Regions from separate parts of the Triticum aestivum genome. Here region 1 is linked to region 2. Evidence: chromatin contacts called from public Hi-C data. All regions are on one chromosome and are shown on one strand. Each heading gives the region's core, a stretch centred on a gene start, on an enhancer-like site or on the middle of the called end of the contact. The rest is flanking DNA. Distances are from core to core; before and after follow the strand shown.

Region 1 (4,961 bases), core at 1,975-4,474, 150 kb after region 2:
CACAATGTGTCATATTTGTGTTGGACGCCGCCCATGTGTTCACCTCCGCCTCAGCGCGCCAAGTGCCAATGAAGCGGCTGCGCATCTGCCATCACGTTCAGACGCCGGACGGACCGCACCGCCTCCGGTGAGGTGGCTGCGATACACCTCGTGGAGCGGCTAGGGATTGGTCCGGGGAGCGGATGGGGATGGATATATGTGGGATTGGGTGGGCTAGTGTGGGTCGGGTTCTACGTGACAGGCGCGCCCGGTCACGCTTGGGCCACCCCATATCCGTTTCATTTGGGCTGGATACGAGGCTCAGGCGTTTGAGGCCGGTTTAAGACGCCCGTCTAGATTGGATTACTTTTATTTGTCAATGATCTGAGTGTTTGTCTAGGCGTTTGAGGAGGGGTTTGGGGCGTCCTATGTTGGTTTGGTAGTCTGTATTCCAATTTCCAAACATGGCCTTATTTGATGTTTCTCCCACCTGGCTCTCATGTGCAGGACTTGGTCGTAATGACCCAACAGTGTAAGATTATGTTGAATACTATCATACGGATGTAAGTTGATGGCTGTGATCGTGACATACTGACATCGTTGTTGTACGCGTAAGACCATGTTCTGCTCAGCTAGCCTGGATCCTCACATAAAGTTCTGCTACTGTATAAAAAATCTCAATCCCCGATGTCAAAGTCAATACAAATATTCAATACTTTTGACGCTGGTAGGTTATTTTGTTTTGCATTGTCACCGACGAGCGTGCACGCTCATCCAGTAAAAATTAACCCAACGACAGTCAAACAAGATGGTGAAAAAAAATGACGGTGTTACCAAAAGAAGTTCATTTGGTTTGTAACCAAATATAATTAGTGGGCTGCTCGATCGTCCACAAGCCGCCCCTGTTGACCCTCCGACCGGCGACCAGCGGTGCAGGTGCCACCAAGTCAAGCGTACGTGTCGATGGTGCAGTCGCCACCGGCTCGTCAGGGCCCTCCGTGGGATCTTGAACGGCTGAGATCACTCAGAACAGCTGACATTAGAGAGGTGTGTGGGTGGGCTTGGTCTTGAGCTCACCGGCCATGCTCGCCCACTTGTTTCGTCTGGTCCGGAGACACCTTGACCATTCTACTATACCTTATTTGTTTTTGGTTGGTGTCAGCAGTTGATTAGCATAGGCCATAATTATACTACTCCAACTAACCACTGGTAGCATAAACAGCCGTTTGTTCATTAGTTAGGCAGGAAATTTGAATGATTGTATGTCATCCAATGGAAATATATGGAATATAAGAGCATTGGATGTCACGATCCCAAACAAGTTTGTGAACTATAATAAATTACAAGCCCAAACAAGTGTGCATTTTACTCGGCTAAAATTCGCATTGGTCTACAGAGCTCTTAATTACTGCTACAAACATACGGGATTTCTTCGCGCAAAAACCGATTCGGTTTAGTTTTCCCCCGCGCCCCGCGTCGCTTCCGTGTGGGCGACTCGGGCGGAACCTGCAAAACCTAGCCGCCGCCACTAAAAATCCGGCCGTCCCCCTCTCCGCCGCCGCCGGACGACGCCATAACGCGAAGCCGTGAGGCTGACGGCGGCGGCGGGGACCTTGCTGCGGCGCATGGCTGCTCTCGGGCACGGCGGAGCTCAGTCCTGAGGTCTCACGCGTCGGTGCTCTGGCTAGCGCTCCGGCACGCCGCGGCCGACCTCGGTGCCCTGCCTTCTGCCTCTGTGTGCACCAGCTGCCTTCCGGTTGTCACCTGCGGCCAGCCGGCGCGAGACGGGCGTCCTTCTCCCTCAGATCCAATCGGGTCTGCGGCTCCCGTACGATTTTTTGCTGCGCCTCAGATCCAATCGGGCGCGAGAAGCTGGGGGCACCCACGGCGCGCGTGGCAGCTGCGGCTGCTCGGTGGCTGGCCTCCTTCCTCGGACGTGAAGGCGGCGACGGGGCCATCCCCCTCGGCTTGAGGGCCGCGGTGGGTCTGCGCAGGAGGCTGGGGTTCATCTGCTGCAAGTTGGGCGCGACTCGGCTCTTCCGGCCAGCTAGGCCCTGGCATGGGGTCTGTGTTCGCGTCGGCGTCGACGCACGAGATGTGCGGTGACCACGACGCCAAGCAGGCACTAGTCTGCCTAGCCTTGGATCGAGCTCTGCTCGGTTCGGTGCCTGCATTTGGAGGCTCCGCGTGGTGTGGCAGCTTCTGTTCGTGGGCAGGCTGTGGCTTCCTCTTCTACATTGCTGGCGGAGGGCGTCTTGGTGGATTCCAGGCTATTGGGTGGGGGTGGTGACACAGCCGGTGAAAGCCGAGCTTCGGTTGCGGTCAAAGCCAACGACGGTAGTGCTTTGCACTATCCCTTTGTTGAAGGCGTCGTGTTGCTGTGCTCGCCTCCTTGCCTGTGATGCTCCGGAGGAAACTTCGGTCCGGGTCTCCTGGGTCAGACGATGGTGGTGCTCAACGTCACATTCCCTGATGAGGGCCTCGTCTTGGAGCTTGGCTTGGCTACAAAGACCAGTGGTTGGAGGTGGTGTCGTTGATGTTTGCGGGGTGGCGGCTCGGTGGTGGTGGTGCGGCCGGCTCGGGGTCGACGGTTGTTTTGTGCTCTTCTTCGGTGGTGTTCGTGCGGAGTGCTTCTTGGTGTGTCTCTGCTAGTGCGGTGCCCAGCAATTACGCCGGTGGCACACAGGTGCCGTGACGTCGTCTCGGCCTCGCGTGACCTTTCGAATGTGCCCCCGACACAGGTGGTGTCGCGGCGTTGTGCAGTCTCGGATGCGTGGCGCCTTTCGATTGTGTCGACGGTGCAGTGTCGTGGTTTGGTCTGCTAGGCGATGCCCTTCGACTATGCTGGTGGCACACAGGTATCGTGGCGTCGTCTCGGCCTCGCGTGCCCCTTCGAATGTGCCCCTCGACACAGGTGGTGTCGCGACGTTGTGCAGTTTCGGATGCGCGGAGCCTTTCGATTGCGTCGACGATGCAGTGTCATGGCTTGGACTCGGCTGGCTGATGCCGTTCGATTTCATTGACGGTGCTCTTTGGTGTGTTGTGTGGTGTTGAGTTCTCCCTCATTGTTCTCCTCTGTTATGTGTGTGGTCAGTGTGTGTTATTTTGCTTTATCTCTACTCCTTGTATCTCATGTACTTCTGGTTCACTTGAACCTATCTTGCGACGGGCTGCAAAGCCTTATAGACAAAATGAAAACAATTCAGGTGAGGAATCACCCCCGGATGAAAATTAAAAAAAAGAAAGAACATACGGGAATTTGACCGAACGGTCAGTGTGCGTCACAGTCGCTGTCCTGCTCCGGCTAGTTCCTCCTCCCTTCCTCCCTCCCTCGCTCACGCTCAGCCCCTCCCCTCCCCTGCCTCTCCCCCTCTGCCCAATTCCCGATTCACAGCCGCAGTTGACGCCATGAGAGGGGAAGCCGAGCTACATAGCCCCCGCTAGCTCCTCCGCTGCACCTCCCGGCGCAAGAATCCGCTCTCCGTCCAACAAAGATGCGGCCTTCACGGGGGGATCTCGCCGTCCTCTGCCGCTGCTTCCTGCTCCTGCTGCTCCCTTTCCTGTCCCATGGCAAGGACATGCCCCTGGGCTCCACCCTCTCGCCGGGCGGCAACTCGGCCGCGTGGTCCTCGCCCAACTCCACCTTCTCCCTCGCCTTCGCGCCGTCCCCGACCGCGCCCTCGCTCTCCGTCGCCGCCGTCACCTACGCCGGCGGCATCTCCGTCTGGTCCGCGGGCGCCGGCGCGCCCGTAGACTCGGGGGGCTCGCTCCGCCTCTCCTCCACCGGCGACCTGCAGCTGGTCAACGGCTCCGGCGCCGTGCTCTGGTCGTCCGGCACCGCCGGCCAGGGCGTCTCCGCGGCCGCCCTCCAGGAGAGCGGCAACCTCGTGCTCAAGAACTCCACGGGGGGCGCCCTGTGGCAGTCCTTCGACCACCCCACGGACACCGTGGTCATGTCCCAGAACTTCGCCTCCGGCATGAACCTCACCTCGGGCCCCTACGTCTTCGCCGTCGACCGCGCCACCGGCAACCTCACGCTCAGGTGGGCCACCGCCGGCTCCGCCACCGTCACCTACTTCAACAAGGGGTACAACTCCACCTTCACCGCCAACAAGACGCTCAGCTCCCCGACGCTCACGATGCAGACCAACGGCATCGTCTCCCTCACCGACGGCACGCTCAACGCCCCCGTCGTCGTCGCCTACAGCAGCAACTACGGCGAGAGCGGCGACATGCTGCGCTTCGTGCGCCTCGACTCGGACGGCAACTTCCGCGCCTACAGCGCCGGGCGCGGCAGCGGCACGGCCACGGAGCAGTGGTCCGCGGTGGCGGACCAGTGCGAGGTGTTCGGCTACTGCGGCAACATGGGCGTGTGCGGCTACAACGGCACGTCGCCGGTGTGCGGGTGCCCGTCGCGGAACTTCCAGCTCAACGACGCCTCCAACCCCCGCAGCGGCTGCAAGCGCAAGGTGGAGCTCCAGAACTGCCCGGGCAACTCCACCATGCTCCAGCTCGACAACACGCAGTTCCTCACCTACACGCCGGAGATCACCACCGAGCAGTTCTTCGTCGGCATCACCGCATGCCGCCTCAACTGCCTCTCCGGCAGCTCCTGCGTCGCCTCCACCGCGCTCTCCGACGGCTCCGGCCTCTGCTTCCTCAAGGTCTCCAACTTCGTCAGCGCCTACCAGTCGGCGTCGCTCCCCAGCACGTCCTTCGTCAAGGTCTGCTTCCCCGGCGAGCCCAACCCGCCCCTCAGCACCGGCGACTCGTCCTCCTCGGGGTCCTCCGGCCTGCGCGGGTGGGTCGTGGCCCTGGTCGTCCTCGGCGTGGTGTCCGGGCTGGTGCTGGCCGAGTGGGCGCTGTGGTGGGTGTTCTGCCGGAACAGCCCGAAGTACGGGCCGGCGTCGGCGCAGTACGCGCTGCTGGAGTACGCGTCCGGCGCGCCGGTGCAGTTCTCGTACCGCGAGCTGCAGAGATCA
Region 2 (4,431 bases), core at 1,200-3,699:
TCCATGCAATGAAATGGCACCACAAACCATGTAGTAGTATGTCACTCCAAAATAAAAATAAATCATTGGAAAGTATGACCCCGGTCAGAGAGTTCAACAAGGATGAAGATGAACAATTGCGCACACATGCAATTCTTCAAGTGTCATAGTTAAACTGGTTTGTTCAGACATGCCATTCATGAGACGACGGCAGATGACAGCACCTCATGAACACAAACTAGTACAGCCCCTCACACAATGTATAACTCCTAACCAATGGTTCTACAATATGTAGCACAAATCAAGACCAATAAAAAGAAAAAATTCCAACAAAAACTGAGGCAACGATGCCACAACAGTTACTAAAGGTGGTCGGTATCCACAGCAACTGTTGCAAAAATGAGTTGGCCTGTAACAATTTTCATAACCAAACAAACGTCTAAAAAGACATACTATGTTTTGTTAACAATGTATAGTTCAACCACTTGCTAGAAGAATCATTTGTGCACAGCTTAGGTAAGAAAATATATCCATGCAATGATAACCAATTACCAAGTAAGCGCGTATAGCTTAATGTTTTTCCCCGAAATATAGTAAGTACTCCCCCTCCAACTCTAAAAAGATGCCGCCCACACTTTTCGAGATTTAACTTTGACCGCCAATTAGACCAATAATACATAAGCCATGTAACTTAAAAATTATACCATTGGAAAATTCTTTCAGATACAAACTTAATGGTATAATCTTATTAGTTAAATTCATGGTCAAACTTGACTTTCATAAAGAGTGTGTGCCTTCTTTTTGGAGTCCAATAATTAATTGTTTGACCTGCAGTCTCTCTGTCTATCTAATACTCCCTCCGTAACTTAATATAAGACGTTTTTTGACAAATGTCTTATATTAAGTTAGAGAAGGAGAAATTATGATGGACTAATTTACTACCATGGCAAGAATACCAATCATGTATCACCACTTAATCTTTGTGCATCTAATCAAAAGCATCTAAAATGGGATTGAAAATTATGTAACTCAATGTATGGCACTATTTTCTCGCATATTACTCCCTCCATTTGAGTGTTTGTCACTTTATCCACTTTAGTCAATCCACCTTTGAACCAATTTACTAATTACACTAGAATAAGTAGGGTGTGGTAGCTGAAACTTGACTAATTGTTCATCTGACGGACAGGAATACTTTAAGGTTCTATTATTCCATTGTCAAGTTGAAGTCAAACAATAACCATCTTAGATTGACAGTGTCTGGTTTTCCTATTCAGATATTTTCAATCAAACTGTAGGATAGTCAATTGTGGACTCCAGTACATGCATACCAATAAGGCTAAGATATCACAGTTTGGAGATAGAAAGAGAGATTTAATATTTTTAACCAACTAGGTAAGATGACGAAACATCAGCCGAAATTAACCCAATTACGCATCTAGATATATATATTTAGAAGACGAACAATGCTACTATCCGATATATCTGAGACTTAATTACTACAATTACAAGCAATAAGCATCAACCAAAACCCAGCTAGGCCCACTTTCGCATTAGAAAACCTAACAAAATTCGAGAACCAACTTATCCAGCAAGGCCTGGAATAAGGTATATAGGAAAATAAACGACAGCCAGGCGCAATGGTACATCATGTGCAACATGGGATGAGTCAGCAATGCTTCGTCTCACCTGTACTGCGGATGAGCATCTCCCGGACTGGCCTTGACGGAGCCGACCACGAATCCGACTGCAAGAAGGGAAGCCAATCGAACTACCCAGAGGCTACTTCCGGCCATCCCGGATGGCACGCCTGGGTCAGAGTCCGCGAACCCCTCGCCGCAACCAGCTAGATGGATCTTCACTCCACGGCAGTCCAGGAGTAAAGGGGAGAGGACGACAAGGAGTAGCACTGCAACGAGTTCCAATTGACAGAGAATGTTGATGCCCTGTTCCAACTCCCAAGTTCCAGAGGGATAGAATTAGGCTTTTAGTAAGTGTAAAATTGAATAATCAAATCATTAGCTAGCTGTACTGTAGTCTGTAGATCACCTTCAGTAAGGCAATGGCACCAGGAGCGTACCTTGGGTGGGTGCTGCTGCCGCAGCCTGCGAGGGCGAAGTGGAGATCTAAAGCGGCGAGCTGCCGCCGGCTTGCCTCCGTGCCTCGCCGCTGGCTGCTGACTAGACTGGCGCCTGAGAGAGCCAGAGAGCTGAGGGTGGAGTCGGGGGACGGGGAGGAACCGTCCGGGGAAGGAGAGGAGCAGTCCTCGCCGCCGGGTCAAAGGCGGGCTCACGGAGCGGAGCGGAGGGAGCGGCGGTGGTCTGGTGGAGGCCGGCGGAGGCGGCTCTGGTGAGGGCCGACGAAGGGGAGCGGCGCGGCGGCGGTGGACGGCGGAGTGAGCGAGGCTGGGAGATGGCTCCTGGTCGTGGCGGCGCAGTCGGAGATGGTGATGGGAGAGGAGAATGAAAAAAGGATTGGGCTATTGATTGATTTGTTCGTTGGGGGTCGGCCATTTTCGCTAACCAGACGGGCCCTTGGGCTGATGGGAAAAAGCCCACTCGGGCCTTCTTTGATTTGTGCGAATTGTGTAGGAATTTTATAGCACAGGATTTTCAAAGAATTTCGTTTTGGGGGGTTGTAGGAAATGATTATATTATTACTATGCAGTAGGATAGAAACTAATTCTTCACATTTCAAAGAAAAAACATTAGACTGGGAGAAATGAAAAAAAATCATAACCTATGCATCAAATGACATTCATTTTTTTATAAGAATTGAGATACATTTCATCACACTTCCTATGATTTTCTGATTATTATGATATTCCTATCCTATGAACAAAAGGAGGTCTCAGTCAAGACCCCCACACCACACCCAGGAAAGAAAAAGAAAATAACTAACTAAGGTTACCCCTTGCGGGGACCTCCAAGGGTGCGCCAAGTAGTGCGTTCAGTTGTCGCCACATGTTACGTGTTGGGTGCGTTCCATGTATTTTTTTATTCACGTTTTTGGGGTTAACATGAGATTTTTCTGGGAGGTTTTCTGTTTTCATTTTCTGCCTATTTTTTCTGATGTTTTGAAGGGAAAAAATGTGAAGCACAGCTATGCTTCAGGGGAAAATGTTTTCACGAGAAGCACATATTTGCTTCCGCGAGAAGCACAATTGTGTTTTCCGAGGGAAAGAAAAATTGTGTTTTTGTGAGAAGCACAGATTTGCTTCCGCAAGAAGCACAGTTGTGTTTCTTGAGGGAAAGAAAATTTGTGATTTTGTGAGAAGCACAAATTTTCTTTGTGTGGAAGTACAAACTTTCGTATATGTGCTTCTCCAAAAAAAAGAGGAAAAACACATCATGTGCTTCCAGAAAAAAGGGAAACCCCTCAACCACGCTTCTAGGCTTCGGGTTTTCTCTTCCCTTTTTCAGTATTCATTTTTTTCATGAATAATTTATTATTTGTTTTTTTGAATTTTGTTATTTGGATTTTTTTCAGCTCTTAGTTTTTTATTTCTTGTCTTTTGTGTGGAATTTTTTTTGTGGAAACTAATTAGCATGAGATCTAGTTTCAAATATTTCAACATGAGAAATCCATTGTTGAAAATGATTTGGTATTTGGACGCACGGATCAAGAGATAAAACATCTTGGAAAAATGAATCTATACAAAAAAGGAAAAAAATCAGGTTCCGACAACTGATGCACATGCAGTGCCCCATTGGTCAAACCAGAGAAAATGGGGAAGTAAACTTTGCAAGACGTAACCCTTAACTAGTGATTTTGAAGAAAAATACACAAAATCCGGAGAGCTCCCAATCGGCGTTGTCCCTATCTCCCCCATAGGTCTATAGATATCGACCAAACATGCACCCCCTTGCAACCACAAACCATACTGGGCCAGCCCAGTTCGCATGGTTTTCTCTGTGCTTCCCGTCAGTTTTGGGAAGGTTCTATGGGTTTTCTTTTTTTCGGTTTCTTTTTTAATTTTTCTTTAATTATTTTAGTTATTATTATTATTATTTTGTTTCATGACCATTTTTTGAAACTTTTTTTCAAAAATCACGAACATTTTTAGAATTCAAGAAAAGTTTGCAAATTTTCTTAAATAGGAACATGTATTGAAATGTAAAAAAAATAAATTTGTGAGAATTTTTTAAATATGTGAGCATTTTAAAATTCAGAACATTTGTTTCAAATTTGAGAACATTTTTTGAAATTCCGATTCGAAATTTGGGAACATTATTTCAAATTCATGAATAATTTTTAAATTTGAGAACATTTTTTAAAAATTGGGAGCATTTATCAATGGAACCGTGCATCCAATTACCGAATCATTTTGCCCATTGGATTTCTCGTGACGGGATCTTCAAAACTATATCTCATATTAATATTTATCTCTTAAGTCAAGTACCTTTAAATATGTGAAAGATAGATTGTGGGGGAAAGCGAATAGATGGGTAG

What was found. A called contact is a pair of places that touch in the nucleus more often than the background predicts.
Region 1: a contact with region 2 is called in a Hi-C map of leaf, with 4 times the contacts expected there. The contact joins the promoter of LOC123087741 here to the promoter of LOC123087739 in region 2. A contact is called at or near these places in 3 of 5 Hi-C or Micro-C datasets (leaf and root).

What each region holds. Positions count from the first base shown.
Region 1 is chr4A:627,985,096-627,990,056 of IWGSC CS RefSeq v2.1, forward strand. It overlaps LOC123087741 (G-type lectin S-receptor-like serine/threonine-protein kinase At1g34300), which reads left to right and starts at 3,225. Exons shown (of 1, transcript XM_044509840.1): 1 at 3,225-4,961. The coding sequence starts at 3,474.
Region 2 is chr4A:627,836,681-627,841,111 of IWGSC CS RefSeq v2.1, forward strand. It overlaps LOC123087739 (post-GPI attachment to proteins factor 3), which reads right to left and starts at 2,450. Exons shown (of 6, transcript XM_044509839.1): 1 at 2,060-2,450; 2 at 1,669-1,925. The coding sequence starts at 1,775.